Linked DNA regions of Oryctolagus cuniculus: region 2 is linked to region 1. The links are chromatin contacts, called in public Hi-C maps. All regions are on one chromosome and are shown on one strand. The core of a region is the stretch at or near the end of the contact, and the rest is flanking DNA. Distances in the headings are between cores, read along the strand shown. Region 1 holds the start of MRPL17 (mitochondrial ribosomal protein L17). Region 2 holds the start of SMPD1 (sphingomyelin phosphodiesterase 1).

What was found. A called contact is a pair of places that touch in the nucleus more often than the background predicts.
Region 2: a Hi-C map of an unstated tissue shows a contact between it and region 1, with 2.6 times the contacts expected there. The contact joins the promoter of SMPD1 here to the promoter of MRPL17 in region 1. A contact is called at or near these places in 3 of 6 Hi-C or Micro-C datasets (ear pinna, liver and an unstated tissue).

The regions. Positions count from the first base shown.
Region 1 is chr1:60,200,547-60,204,142 of mOryCun1.1, reverse strand. MRPL17 (mitochondrial ribosomal protein L17) reads right to left here and starts at 1,705. Exons shown (of 3, transcript XM_002708772.5): 1 at 1,440-1,705; 2 at 1,143-1,211; 3 at 270-813. The coding sequence starts at 1,613. The coding sequence ends at 526.
Region 2 is chr1:60,498,840-60,502,046 of mOryCun1.1, reverse strand. SMPD1 (sphingomyelin phosphodiesterase 1) reads left to right here and starts at 1,788. Exons shown (of 6, transcript XM_002708758.5): 1 at 1,788-2,295; 2 at 2,740-3,207. The coding sequence starts at 1,990.

The DNA.
Region 1 (3,596 bases), core at 456-2,955:
AGAGGAATGGTGTCAGGGTCTCCTGAGGGTTCCTAGGAAAGTGGATTGACAAAGTTTCACTTGTAGATTTTACTGCCCCACCCATCAAAAGTAATCTTTCTCTAAGGAATCTAAACGGCTCACTCTCTATGCTGGGTGTCAAAACATAATCACCTTCAGGAGCAACACTGGAATTGTAAGATGTGTCCCATCTAAAATGGCATTAACAAAAATAAACTATACTAAACACACGGAACCCGAAACTAAGAATCAGAAAATCAAGCCATGAATTTACTATCTCAGGTAGATTGAGCATTTAGTTTTCATTCTCCAGAAACCTCAGAGGAAGAAGAAAAAAATCAATTTACATATATTCACGTTAAGGAATTTTATATACTGTGCAGGTCAAGGGCCAGAAGATTCTGGACCCCATTAAGATTGTCCATTCCAGAACTCTCACTCTAGGTCTTCTCAGACATTAATAAAAGAGCAGCAGAGGCCTGTAATCAGTGGCACCAATGAGAGCTGCAGACCCATCAGCCCCAGTTAGGTTCCTGGTGTTTGAGTTGTGTGGCAGCTGTGAATACTTGTTTCCTGGTTCAGCCTGAGGTCCTCCCGCAGTCCCTGCAGCAGCTGGTTTAGGAGTGTAAGGTTGCTGTCTCTGGGAGGCAGAGGCAGGGGTGGGAGGCAGTTCCCTTTATACTCGATCACAGCCATCTTGGCCCGATCCTGCTCACTCCGATTCGGGATTTGCAGCATTCTCGTGTAGCCCCCATTCTGATCTCGGTACCGAGGGGCCAGGACTTGAAACAGCTTTGGGATCAAGTCCTTCTCCTAGAGGGAGAATTATTCAGGAGAGAGTGGAGTCAGGTACAACTGCAGAGGCATTTAATTCTCAGCTACTCCCAAAGGTAGGGTCCAAACACATGTACACAGACCTCCCCCACGTCCCCCCCAAAGTATTACACAGAGGGGCCATTCACAGGTCATTCTGGCGTATGCGTAGTCGCACCGGGTTCAACTTAAGACACAAGTTTCCAATTTAGTTCCTAACAGTGGTCCACACGTCAGAGCTTAACTCTGCCCGGCCCCCTCCCTCCAACAATCCCCTCCTCTGAGGGAGCAAGCAGTGCATCTGGGAGGCAAAGACGGGTCACACTCACCGTGAGCCAGAAGTCAGCCATACGCATGGCTCGTTCGTTGGTGTCTCCCAGCTTCCCATAGTCGATGAGCTGCGAGGAGATGGCAATCAATTCATCCCGCCACTCAAGGGTCTTTAATTCAGGCCGCCCGCGACTACGCAGCCCTTACTCGTCTCCGGTTTGGGCTCAGTCTAGGATCCTACGTGATTCAGACTTGGGGAAGGGTTTACCAGAGCAGTCCAATTCCTCGCCAAATTCAGCCAGACCCCGCCCCTGCAGCCTAGACGCGCGCGGAGACAGGCCGGCCTCGCTCCTTACCTTCTCGGCGTAGCCCCTCATCTCGTCCACGCGCGCCCATGACGCCTCGATGCGTTCGTGTCGCACCAGTCCCGTGAGCAAGTTCCGCAACAGGTGAATGCGGGACTCGGGTCCCAGGCCCAGGCGGCGGAATACGCGGCCGTGGGAGACGGCGGCGGCGACCGACAACCGCATGTTCGCAGCGCCCCCGCCCCTCAGAGGCCGGAACTGGAAACGCCAGGGGAGGGGCCAGGCGGAGGAACGGCGGGGCGCATGCGCCGTCGCCCGGTGCGTGGCGGACGTGTTTGCGCATGAGCATCACGGAGTGCCTCGCTGGCAATCTGAGGAAGGGCGGAGGAGGGGAGTTGAGCTTTTCCCGAGGCGGAGAGCCGGGCGAGCGTCCCTCGCTGTGAGGGGGTGCTCCGCGGCGAGCCAGGGAGCGAGGCGCCACCTAGTGTGGCAAACGGCGGCCATCGGGTCCTCCTAAACGACGTGGCGGGGTTTAGACGGACGGGAAGCTCCTCCGCGGAGCGGCTAAGAAAGTGAGTGTCTGAGGGAGCCGCGCCTGGAGGGGTCGCGCTGCTGCGAGCTGACTGAGCGCGGGCCGCCGGTAGCAGTAATGGCGAAAGGAGTAACCAGGAAGCCCAGGAAAGAAACTCAGATAGTGAGACTTTTCTGTTGTTGAAGTAGTCATCGCAGTTAAAAATCCTAGCGCTAAAAGACAGAGTAATGGGCTAGCATTTTAGAATTACATCTCTGTATTTTTCGAAAGGGTAAAAGCATACTTACACATTATCTGTTCATGTACAATAACATTATAGTTTACTTTTGAATCTCAACTCTGCAAGTTTAATTTTTTGAAAAGTTTGATTCATTTAAATATTTGAAAGGCAGACGATGGGGCAGTGGGGTTTGGAGATTTGATGCGATGTGGAAGTTCCATCTGCTGGTTTACTCCCCAGTGGCCGCAATAGGCGGGTCTGGCCAGGCAGAAACCAGGAGCCAGGAACTCCAATGGGAGCCCCCATGTGTGTGTCAGGGTCCTAAGTCCTTGTGCTATCTCCCCTTGCCTTCCCATGTGAATTAGCAGGGAGCTGGGTGGGAAATGGTGCAGCAAGAACTCCAACCGGCTGCTCAGATATAGAATACCATCATCGTAACGGGTAGGTTAGCCATTGTGCCACAGTGTCAGCCCCACAACGTCTCCAAATTTACAGTGAGTATCAGTATTATTCTTTGTGGGTTGAACTGTCATCCCCCCACTTCTCCCACCCCCGGCCACCTCAGAATGTGACCTTATTTGGAAAGAGTCATTGCAGATGTAATCAATGACAGTAAGGTCATACTGAAATAGGAAGGACAGTTCATGAAAAATGGCGAGTTTGTAAAAAGAAGGCATTTGAAGAGTCAGACACACAGGGTGAAGATTGTCTGACAAAGACAAAGACATACAAGGAGAATGGCTTGTGACCATCAAGAGAGGGTTTGGCTATATAGTTGCAAGTGAAGGAATGGACTCCAAGGATTGCCAGGAAACATTTGAAGCTAAAAGAACATCATAGATCCGTCCCTAGATCTTTCAGAGAACATAACCTGTGGACACTATAATTTTTAACTTCTAACCTCCTGAGATGTGAGACAATAGATTTTGTTGTTTCAAGCCCCATGGTTGTTTTACTTTGTTATGGGGCCCTTCATAACTAATACATAATCATGTTCTTTAGACAGTGTAATTAATATTTGTCACTCTGCTTGTAGGTGACCAAATAACACTTAGTATTTTTTTTTTTATTTTGTAAGTTTTCTTTCACATGAAGCAAGAGATAGTCATAAGAAAAGTCATAAACATGGGGATGTTGGCAAGGATTTATACAAATCATACTTCACAGTAAATTTCAGAAGTTACCTTCTATATTATATGTTTTTTCTTTGGGAACCATTTGTGCAGTTTTCAAATATTTTCATAGTTGAAGAATTCAGTTTAGATATTTTCATGGAAAACTTCTAACTAGGAAAATTAAATTTCTAATTAGGAAAAACTTTTAAGGTTTTCTTCTGTAGGGGCCGGCACTGTGGCATAGTGGGTAAAGCTGCTGCCTTTAGTACCAGTATTCCATATGGATGCTGGTTTGAGTGCTGGCTGCTCCACTTCCAATCCAGCTCTCAGCTATGGCCTGG
Region 2 (3,207 bases), core at 539-3,038, 300 kb before region 1:
CCCCCTCCAGGCTACTCTAGCTGGAGGTCTCTGACTCCAGTAAATCTTGCTTTTCAGTACATCTTGCTTTTCTTTTTGCCTTGTCTGCTCGGAAATTCTTCCATGTGAGACAAAGATCTGAGGTAATCTTTTCTCCGTTGTTGTTTTACCTGTAGAATTTGTGCCTGTACTTAGAATGCTTCTCTAAGGCACAAGAGCCTGGAATAGGGATTTAGACCTCAACCTAACCCACAACAATTATTCACTAAACAATACAGTACATCAACTATTTAAATGGCATTTACATTGTGTTAGGTATGGTGACTTAAAGCACACAAATATGTGGGAGGGAGAGAATTGCATAGATTATATGAAAATACCGCACTACGGGGGCCAGCACTATGGTGCAGTGGGTTAACTCCCTGGCCTGAAGTGTCAGCATCCCATATGAGTGCCAGTTTGAAACCCAGCTGCTCCACTTCTGATCCAGCTCTCTGCTGTGGCCTGGGAAAGCAGTAGAAGATGGCCCAAGTCCTTGGGCCCTTGCACCCGCATGGGAGACCTGAAGGAGGCTCCTGGCTTCTGGCTTCAGATGGGTGCAGCTCTGGCAGTTGTGGCCAATTGGGGAGTGAACCAGCAGATGGAAGACCTTTCTCTCTCTCTCTCTCTCTGCCTCTCCTTCTTTCTCTGTGTAGCTGTGACTTTCAAGTAAATAAATAAATCTTTTTTTAAAAAAAGATGAAAAAATCCAGCTCTAATCTTAAAAATATGTGTTAATAATTATTGTGATTACTGTACCTTAATTATAATTTATTATTTATTTGAGATACAGAGATGGAGTTCACATCTCTGGTTCACTCCCCTAAGTGTCCACAAAGGCTAGGACTGGCCAGGACAGACACAGCCAGCAGCTGGGAACTAAAGCTATGTTTCCCACCTAGCAGGAACCCAATTCCTTGATGATGCCCACAGAACTGGGTTGTGGGGTGGAGAGCGGGGAGTCACCTGGAAGAAATTCTCAAAGGAAAGAACTGACAGCTTTGTGGAAGTTGAACAGCATAAGTTTTAACTGTTGTTCTGCGCAGAACTTCCCTTGTGCTGGTTTCTCCATCTGTGAAACGGGGTTAACAATATTACATCTACTTCTTAGAGGTGTCAGAATTGAAGAGTAATTAGAAGGTGCCTGGATTAAGTTTTTGGCACATCGTAAAGAAGGCAATACATGTTGGCTTTGTTACTATTACAGATACTCGGATACTCGGTGGAGAACAAAGCTCTTGTTCCCAGCCACCGCTGCTGTATGGTCTCTACTGCTCCTAGGTCATTTTACCGTCCGAAGCCTTAGATGAGCCGAGAGTTCCCGTGTATTTGGAGAATGCTGGATCAATAGTGACTCAAGGGCTGTCAAGGTGATTCCAGGGAGCTGGCGGCAGGGGCAGAAGGTAGGATGCGAGGAGCCCCCTTGACGGGAGCTGCACACTCACCTGGAGGATCCTCGCCTGGCCCTGCTCCTCCTCCCGCCTCCCACCACGCAAAGGGCAGAAGTCTGAGTGCACATCTGGGCAGTGCAGCCCCCCAGGAGCCTCGGAAGCACCCCCCCCCCCCCAGCCACACAGATGCAGCGCCACAGCACAAGCGCAGAAGCTGGCGCGGTTTTGTGCGGCTGTGGCTGCCAGGCGGTGCCCCTGGTTAACCGCAGGGAGCAAGGGCCCGCCCCACGCCCACGCGGTCCGGGCCAGGGAGGGGCGAGGGAGGGGCGAGGGAGGGGCGGGCCCGGGCGAGCCACGCCGCTCCGCCCCGGCAGAGTTGACAGGACTCTCGGCGGCCGCCGGGATCAGCTGTTGCTGTTGCTGACAAGAGGAAGAGGAAGGGGCGGAGCTGCTTGCGGCTGACTGCTGAGCAATCAGCCGACTTAGAGAGAAGAGTAATCGGGTGTCCCCAGCGCCTCCCGGGCCTTGAGGGCCGGCCAGGGTCGGACAGGCGAGCCAGCCCTGTCTAGGAACCCTGGCAATGCCCCGCCACGGAGTGTCACCGGTCCAAAGCCACTCCGGATCTGGCTGGGGGCGGGGACTGGACAGGTCCTTGGGGGCCCCCAACCGAGGACTCCTTTGGATGGGCCTGGGCCTGACGCTGGCCCTGGCTCTGGGTGACTCCCTGTTTCTTGGGGCCCCCGCGGAAGCCCACCCTCTTCCTGCCCACGGCCATCCTGCACGGTTCAATGGCATAGCGCCCCAGCTCCGGAATGCTCTGGGGTGGTGGAACCTCACCTGCCCCGTGTGCAAAGCCCTGTTCACCGCCATCAACTTCGGGCTGAAGGTGAGTGCTAAAGGGGCTGAGATGGGGCAGGCCAGGTGGGAGCCCTGGGGGGTGAGGACTGGGAGGAAAGCAGATGCCCCAGGGTCTGAATGCATCCCTGATGGATGGAGAAGGTGGCATCTACAAGCCTTGACTGTTTGCTCCCCAGTGGGGAAACCCATGCCTACACGGCACCACCGTCCCAGTGGGAGCTTTGTGAAGTAAGGAAAGAGTGAAGACTGAGAAAGCCAGCTGGCCAAACGAAGGTCCTGAAAAGCGTGCTGCTGGCCACTGGTCAAGGAGGAAGCACTGGCCTGGCACTGCCTGCATTGTGCATATCTGGGAGGCACTTCAGTGGCACTGAGTCCAGCCCAGCCCCCGTTAGGGTATGGAGACCCAAGAGGTGTCGGCCAGGTTCCCCTACTGTATCTCTGGTGTCTCACCCCCTCTTTGCTCCCTCCACAGAAGGAGCCCAATGTGGCACGGGTGGGCTCTGTGGCCATCAAGGTGTGTAATCTGCTGAAGATAGCACCGCCCGCTGTGTGCCAGTCGGCCGTCCACCTCTTTGAGGACGACGTGGTAGAGGTGTGGACGCGCTCGGTGCTGAGCCCCTCGGAAGCCTGTGGCCTGCTCTTGGGCTCCAGCTGCGGGCACTGGGACATCTTCTCCTCCTGGAACATCTCTTTGCCTGCAGTGCCGAAGCCACCCCCCAAGCCGCCCAGCCCTCCAGCCCCAGGCGCCCCCATTAGCCGCATCCTCTTCCTCACTGACCTGCACTGGGATCATGACTACCTGGAGGGCACAGACCCTGACTGTGCAGACCCACTGTGTTGCCGCCGCGGCTCTGGCCTGCCCCCTGCCTCTCGGCCAGGTGCTGGATACTGGGGCGAGTACAGCAAGTGTGACCTGCCCTTGCGGACCCTGGAGAGCCTG